Linked DNA regions of Sus scrofa: region 1 is linked to region 2. Evidence: chromatin contacts called from public Hi-C data. All regions are on one chromosome and are shown on one strand. Each heading gives the region's core, a stretch centred on a gene start, on an enhancer-like site or on the middle of the called end of the contact. The rest is flanking DNA. Distances are from core to core; before and after follow the strand shown.

Region 1 (3,486 bases), core at 398-2,897, 220 kb after region 2:
TGGTAAGTGCTAGGGTCACCACTACAGAGAACCAGCTCTTTGTTCTATCCTGAAGGCAAAAAGACTTAAATGATGCAGCAATGGCAAAAAAAAAAAAAAAAGGTGTAAAATGCTGGGTACACTCTTTGCATTCTTCAGAGGTCATAACAACCATGGATCCATCTCTGCCTTATGTAATACTGTATTGTTATAAGTATTCTTAAAAGTAATAAATGCTCTCAAATTGAAGCTATTGGCAGGATTTTACTATTATTTTGAACAAACTCATAAAAAGCAAAAGTGAACCCAAATTTTTTGATAAAGAAATTAGTCAAAGATAAAGACCTAGTTTTTGTAGCTGGATGGCAGATAGAGGAAGCCAAGATGAGAATCATCTAGTCTGTAAAAATCATCATGAAGTTTCTCCTCAACCAATGGTACAGAGAAATTACTATAAAATAGTTTCCTTGGGTTTTCTTTTTAGACAGAATATTAACTCATCCTGAGAATGTATTTAAAGAGCAGTTGGTACAGAAGAATATTGGTAACAACTGAAATAATCACAATATTACCATTGCAAAGATTGGATTTGCTAGTGATATTCTTTTATTCACTTAAATACCGTTGCATATTAGCAGCATTCTTTTCAAGGCTGATTTCCTTCTCAGGAAATTATAATTTACTCTACATTTCATTTAACTAATATTTGATTTCCCCTTGGAAATGCTTTTATGTAACCCAATTTTTGTCATTCAATGATGGTATTTAATCTACTTTGTATAAAATCACAAAATACTTGTAATTTTATTATTGTCATTGCTAGTATTGTTGCCAGAGCTTATAAGATCTATCTGAAATCTTATTGAAAGCTTATATATTATATCTACTAAAAATGGATATTTAACTTTTAGTATTAATTCACTTAATTAATTTTAGAGATGTCACATTTTAATTCTGGGTAACACATTTCTAAGACTGTTTAAGATAGATTTTATTTCGAAAGCTGTATATTTCAGTTATCCACATAGATCCACGTGATTCTGCAGTTTACTCAAAGGTCATTGGACCCTTAAGAATACAAAATAAGATGCAACATCACCAGCATAGGAATATCTGAGCCTGGTTAGCCTCAGACAAATTGGGAATGTTGTTCATTCACTGTGATGTTAATAGACTATGATGTCATTTTAGGGCAATGTAGATAGAGGCCAGACAAGGAGAAGAAGGGAAAAAAAAAAAAAAAAAAAAAAAAAGAGCTGATTCATGCCGAAGAAAGAAAATCCTAAACAATTATAGAATGGCTCCAAAGCAGTGACCAGGAAATTACTTTCTGAGTTAGATGCTCCAGGGCAAAAGTCTTTCTTTAACAAATATTGTTTAAGGCAGTGAAATCTGTTTGCCATCATTTCTTTCCTCCTAGGTGATTAAATGCAGAAGAAAAACAGTCATTTGATAGCCACAGAAGCTATTTACTGAAAGTATATTCGATCACCATAAACATTATTTTTACACAAGACTAGCAAAAGATACTATAGGGGATCCCATAAAACATTTTTGAAAAGAAAAAAATGATAGTACCATATATTTTTATGAGGGTTTCAGAGTGATCTGTATGCAGCTGTTCCCCCCAAGTACTGCCTGACATTGTAAGCTCTGGTTTTGGAGCCAGATGGCATTAAATTCAGTTCCCAAATGGGAGAGATTTCATCGGCTAAAGAATAGATTCAGAGCTTGTTTTGTTTTGTGACTAAGGATGATTTCTGGTTATTCTCTTTCTACTTCTCATTCTATTAAATGAGATAATCTATTGTAATATAAACCCTAAATATATGTAAAGACAGACATAAAAAAGCCTGATATGGTCTCAAATTGAAATTTTCTTTTTTTCTTTTTCTGTCTCTTCCTTTTGAAAAATTGACATAAGTAGTTCTGCAGGAAAAGATGATTACACTTATTCTCTAGTAGAGAAGCTGAAAGGCTTAGTTTGAATGAGAAAGGACAGACCCAAACTCTCAAGGTAAAAACAGGCCTTATCCATGAATAGTGTGGGGTGCTACTTAAGAGCAAAGTTGCCAATGAATGTGATGAGACAAAAGAGCTACTGTAAGCCCTGGTGTGAGTGATTGAGTGATTCACTATGTAAAGTTGGGATCCTTTATCTAGGCCAACTTAAGTGACTACCCAGTCCCCTAATGCTGGGTTAAGACTCCTTAATTTGTCCTTTGACTGTGGCATATCTGCTTCATTCTCTTTTGTCTCAGACTTTTCCTCCTGGAACCCTTTCATCTCTCTTATCATTTCCCAGTCCAAGGGAAGGAGTTGCCTCTTTAAACTTTTAGACCTATCCTTAAGGATATAGACTACTGAAACACAAGATACAAAGAGATTCAAGATTTTTTTTTCCAGGTCTGCCATATCACCTTCTTGAGATAATAAGTAAAAAAATTGCCCAAATTAGTTTTTCTCAACATCAGCTGAACAAAAGAATCATCTGTGGGAAATTTTCAAATAGTCCAGTGTGTGAGTCTTGCCCCCAAGATGTACACTGCTGGCATAAGGACTATTTTTTTTTAATTACTTAATGAATTTTATTATATTTATAGTTGTACAATGATCATCACAACCAAATTTTATAGCATTTCCATCCCAAACCCTCAGTGCATCACCTCACCCCCCAACCTGTCTTATTTGGGAATCATAAGTTTTTCAAAGTCTGTGAGTCAGTATCTGTTCTGCAAAGAAGTTCATTGTGTCCTTTTTTTTAGATTCGACATGTAAGGGATAGCATATGATGTTGGTGTCTCACTGTCTGACTGACATCACTTAGCATGATTATTTCTAGGTCCATCCATGTTGCTGCAAATGCCATTATTTCTTTCCTTTTAATGGCTGAGTAATATTTCATTGTGTATATGTACCACACCTTCTTTATCCACTTCTCTGTCGATGGACATTTAGGGTGTTTTATGTCTTGGTATTTGAATGACCAAGCATTGAGCTACAAAGGATGTGATGTCTATGAATATAATTATATTGAAGGGAAACTGTAGCATTGAAATCAACACTTATGGCATGTTAAAAAGAACAATATTATAAACTTAGTAATTTCAGTACTTGAAAGTTTACTAGACATTGTCCAAAAAAACCCAAAGTATCATATATGTGTAAAAATCTAAATCAATGAAAAATCTGTACTTTTTTAAAAGGGAAAGTGACAGTGTTGCTTACCTTCCCTCATAGGTTCATTCCACTGTGACTTCTCATGGAAGCCCAGTTCCTGCAAATTTTATTTGGAATATCCCAATCTTCATATATATCTGACATATAGATAGATAGATAGATAGATAGATAGATAGATAGATTGATTGATTGATTTGCCTGACTCAAGTGACTTTTTCTGAAGCTTCATACATTGGCCAAATGTTTTTCTTCTGTGATGTCTTCGTTAGAGTTTTTCTTCCTTTTCTACTATTTTCCTGTTGTTTGGATGACATTCAAATCTGTCTC
Region 2 (3,664 bases), core at 908-3,407:
CCAGAAATGTAACTTTTAAAAAGAGATCAGATTGGGAGAGGGCACCCACTTCCCGCGTGCCACCACCACAAAGACACACAGCCAACAGCAACTCACAAACATTAGGGATTTTCAAGCTCTAGCCCCAGCCCCACGTTCTCTCTTTTCCTTGTAGAGATCCAGGGGTTTTCAAACTTCTACTTTGACCTCAGTTAGCCAACGACTGAAAAGATGTGCAGAAATTAAAGATGCAAAAAGGAAATGAGTTTTTTCTTTGATCAAAACTAAAGAAAAGGGCACGAGAACAAACAGGCCGAAATAACAGGAAGTAGGAGTTTTACTTTCAACTGTATACGAGGGGCTAGAGATCAAAACTTCAAAAGGAGAAAAAAATCCCCCCCCCCCCAAATCCTCAAGTCTAGCTAAAAATTAACCTGCTGCTCTGTCAAGTGACCGCGAGCACTCAGAATGCCCTGTTAGGACCAACTCCTGTCTGCCGCCCTGCGGGACTCAGGATGACAGCGCCAGGGGACGTCCCTAAGGGTGAGGAAAGGGATTTCCAGACTCGATGTATTAGTTGTTGGGGTTTTTGCCTTTTTTAATTCCAAAGCTCAATAGAGAACTGAGAACTGAGGTTGAATGACAGGTCCTAAACAATCACAACTCCCTCATCAAGGGATCACAAACCTAGCTGCGAATTCCAGTCCAGGCTGCGTTCTTTGCCTGCCACCACCCATACCCTCATCATCTCTACCCTCAGCACCCATCCAGACAAGACGGGGCGGGGCGGGGGAGGGGGCAAACCATGATGGGAGCTTTAGGAGGTTTCTAAAGGCAGTGATTAAAGTCCTCCCTTTCTCTTCTACCCCTCCCATTCCTTCACCTATTACCCAGGGGAAGTTACCAGGGAATTTATCTCGAAAAAGTGCGAATTGTTGACTCAGAGAGCTAAGCGAAAGGAAAACTGCCCGGAGCTCAGTGACGTGGACTTTGATATCCTGAGACGGAGGTACTGTTCAGAGGGCAAGAGCTGGCTGCCCAGAAGGGAGCCGCAGGAGGAAGAGAGAGCCAAACGAAGCCTGACCGAGGACCCCTGGAACCCCGACCCGAGCCGCACCCAAACTTCCCAGAGATTTAATTAGTGCCCCCAGGAGCTGCCCGAACTTAAGCCAACCGACTGAACCCAAACGTGTGGCACAGGTGAGGGAAATCAGGGCCAGCTCTGTGCCTGCACCGCTGTTCCCTTAGCTACCTGCCCCCCACGTGCGCCTGGGAGCACCGCCCCAGGGTTGTAAGGCCGGGGCCGGGAAACTGGGAAACTGACCCCCCGGCCCGGCTCGGCCTGGGGCTGCTCCGAGGCCCTTGCTTACCTGGCCGAAGAGCAGCAGCTGAGATCAAGAGGCAGAAGACCAGACGGCAGGAGGGGGCCGCCTTCGATGCCATATTCCTCCTCCTTCTCTGGGAGCACCGACTGACTCCGCACCGCAGGAGGGGGCGTCGTTCCCGGCCCCGCGCTGCCCGCGAGCTCGCGGGTCGGGACGCTGGGGGCAGCGGCTTTTCCCAGACACACCGCCCTCTGGGTTGTGGCGCTGCACCTCCGGGTCTCCGCCGCCCGCAACTTTCCACCACGCAGTGCCCCAACTCCTCCTGGCTCCCCTTAAACACCCGCCCTTGTCCCCTTCGCCTGCTCTTCCCGGAACCAGCGACCCCTCTCTTCCCGGGAGACACTTGAGTAATTCGGATAGGTGTTCTCGGTTCTTTTCAGACGGTCAGTTATTTACCTTCTCTCGGAATAATAATAATAATGGTAGTGGCAGTGTGCATAGAAAGCCCAGGGCCAAAAAAAGAATCGTTGGGTGTTGCGACAGGGGAGCGATAGATCCAGGCAGTCTCCTCAGGTGGCAGCGGCGGTGGCAGAGATAGCAGTGGCGCCAGCAGCGGTTTCTGGGCTGCTCTGAGTGGAGGGACTGGAAGGCGTGTGTAAGCTGCCGCTCTCCTCCTCCCCCCCCACCTCCCGCCTCCTCCTATCTCCTCTCTTCTCCCGGCTTCCCAGGATGAGCCCAGCGCAGGTATCTGCAGCCTAGAGGCGCTGCAAGACCGAGTCCGAAACTGAGTCTAGCTCTGGAACTTCACCCGGGAGGCGCGCGTCCGCGGTGGCGTCTTCCAGCCGCCGTGTGGGGCCGGGCTTTCTAGTGGCTCCGCCCCCTGGCCCCGCCCCGCCAATAGGGAACAGACCCTGGAGCAGCGCGCGCCGGGGTGGGCCCCCTGGACTGCCACTTCCAGGTGGCGTTACCATCGCCCTAGTCACCTACGGACTTTCAGTTCACACTGCCAGAGCGGCTTCGCTGGGGGTCAAATTGCCCTTTTCTTGCCCCCCCTGACGCCTATGCACTGGCTCACTCCTCCGGGACTTTTCCATCGTGATACTGCAGCCTCCTTCAGTAAAGAGGGTTGATAAGGCAGGGAGGTGGGGAGTAGAGACCACGCCAGGGATTAGCATTTTGGGTCCTAGGGCGGGAGCAGAAAAGGAAGGACGGGTTTGGAGGTGACAAAGGTGGGAACTTGCCTCCTGGGAATTAACAGGAACAATGAGCTACTAGGCTGATTCCTCCCCTTACTCCCCCCACATCCCCTTCTCGAACACACCTTGTTCGGCAGGCTGAGCACTTGAGCCAACTGCCTACTACCAAATAGGGGAAAAAACAAACAAGAAAGAAAAGAAAAGAAAGAAAGAAAAAAGAAATTTACTCTTTCCCTAGGAAAATTAAAACAGGAATTTCTAGATCACACTTTGTCACACTGATTTTCCCAGTGTCTACAAAAGCCAGAGCATGTGTCTCTTTTGAGTTAAGCGGCGATTTTAAGTTACAAACAGAAAATCTTCAAGTTACTCAGATTGAAAGCCAAGCTCCTCCTTGTTCATTCCAGAAAGCCAGGCATCCCAGCAGATGGACAGGCTTCGCCGCATTTCTAAAGATTGAACCACCTCCCAGGCGGAACATAGAGAAGCTGCGTTGCTTTCAGATCAGGCAGAGAGCATGAAGGAATATTTTCCTCTAGAATACAGGGGTGGAACTGTTGGAGCCCTAAGTGGCTCTAAATCAGAGATGTGGGATCACAACTCTCATCCACGAATCATAATAAAATCTTGGTCCCAGAACCACTTCGCAGGGGCATTAAATAGCCTTCCGTGCATCACAGGGTCATCCCTGTGTGAGGTTAGTCTCCAGCCTTTCATCAGAAGGCTTCGAATCACCAGCTAGATGAGAGTGAGGGGAGTTGGCGGCGAGAAAAATAAAACAAGCGCAAGCGTGTGCGCACACACACACACACACACACACATCTTTGAATCTTTTATCTTTTCAGGCTCGGCACTATTAAGCTCCACCTTCCACTGTGATTTTATCGAAAGCCTCCCAGCCTTGTCCTCCCGTCCTCCTTACATTAACAGGATTCTAGAGTAGGGCTCTTATACATTTCCTCTCAAAAGAAATAGTTTCTCCCGCTTGGTTTTCACATTAACATTTCATTTGCTTCTTAAAAACCAACAGGAAAGCTAATGCTATGAGGCAAATGCCTATTAATTCAGTATTCCATGAGCTAAGTTTGGCTGGCTTGCCACCATTCCAATAGGATCCCGTAGAATTCCTTTAGGGAATTGTTTTTCTTTTAACGGCTGCTCTGA

The links. A called contact is a pair of places that touch in the nucleus more often than the background predicts.
Region 1: a Hi-C map of embryonic fibroblasts shows a contact between it and region 2, with 1.6 times the contacts expected there. The contact joins the enhancer-like site here to the promoter of ALCAM in region 2. A contact is called at or near these places in 1 of 5 promoter capture datasets (liver), 3 of 47 Hi-C or Micro-C datasets (embryonic fibroblasts, fetal heart ventricle and skeletal muscle) and 2 of 2 datasets of contacts at active chromatin or transcription factors (alveolar macrophages and skeletal muscle).

Annotation. Positions count from the first base shown.
Region 1 is chr13:154,212,849-154,216,334 of Sscrofa11.1, forward strand. No RefSeq gene overlaps it. Among named protein-coding and RNA genes, the nearest start is that of ALCAM, 220 kb to the left of the region's middle. Within about 2 kb of position 1,648, at least 7 of the 83 cell types and tissues checked have an H3K27ac peak or open chromatin away from gene starts, as enhancers often do.
Region 2 is chr13:153,996,084-153,999,747 of Sscrofa11.1, forward strand. ALCAM (CD166 antigen) reads right to left here and starts at 2,158. Exons shown (of 15, transcript XM_013982482.2): 1 at 1,350-2,158. The coding sequence starts at 1,422.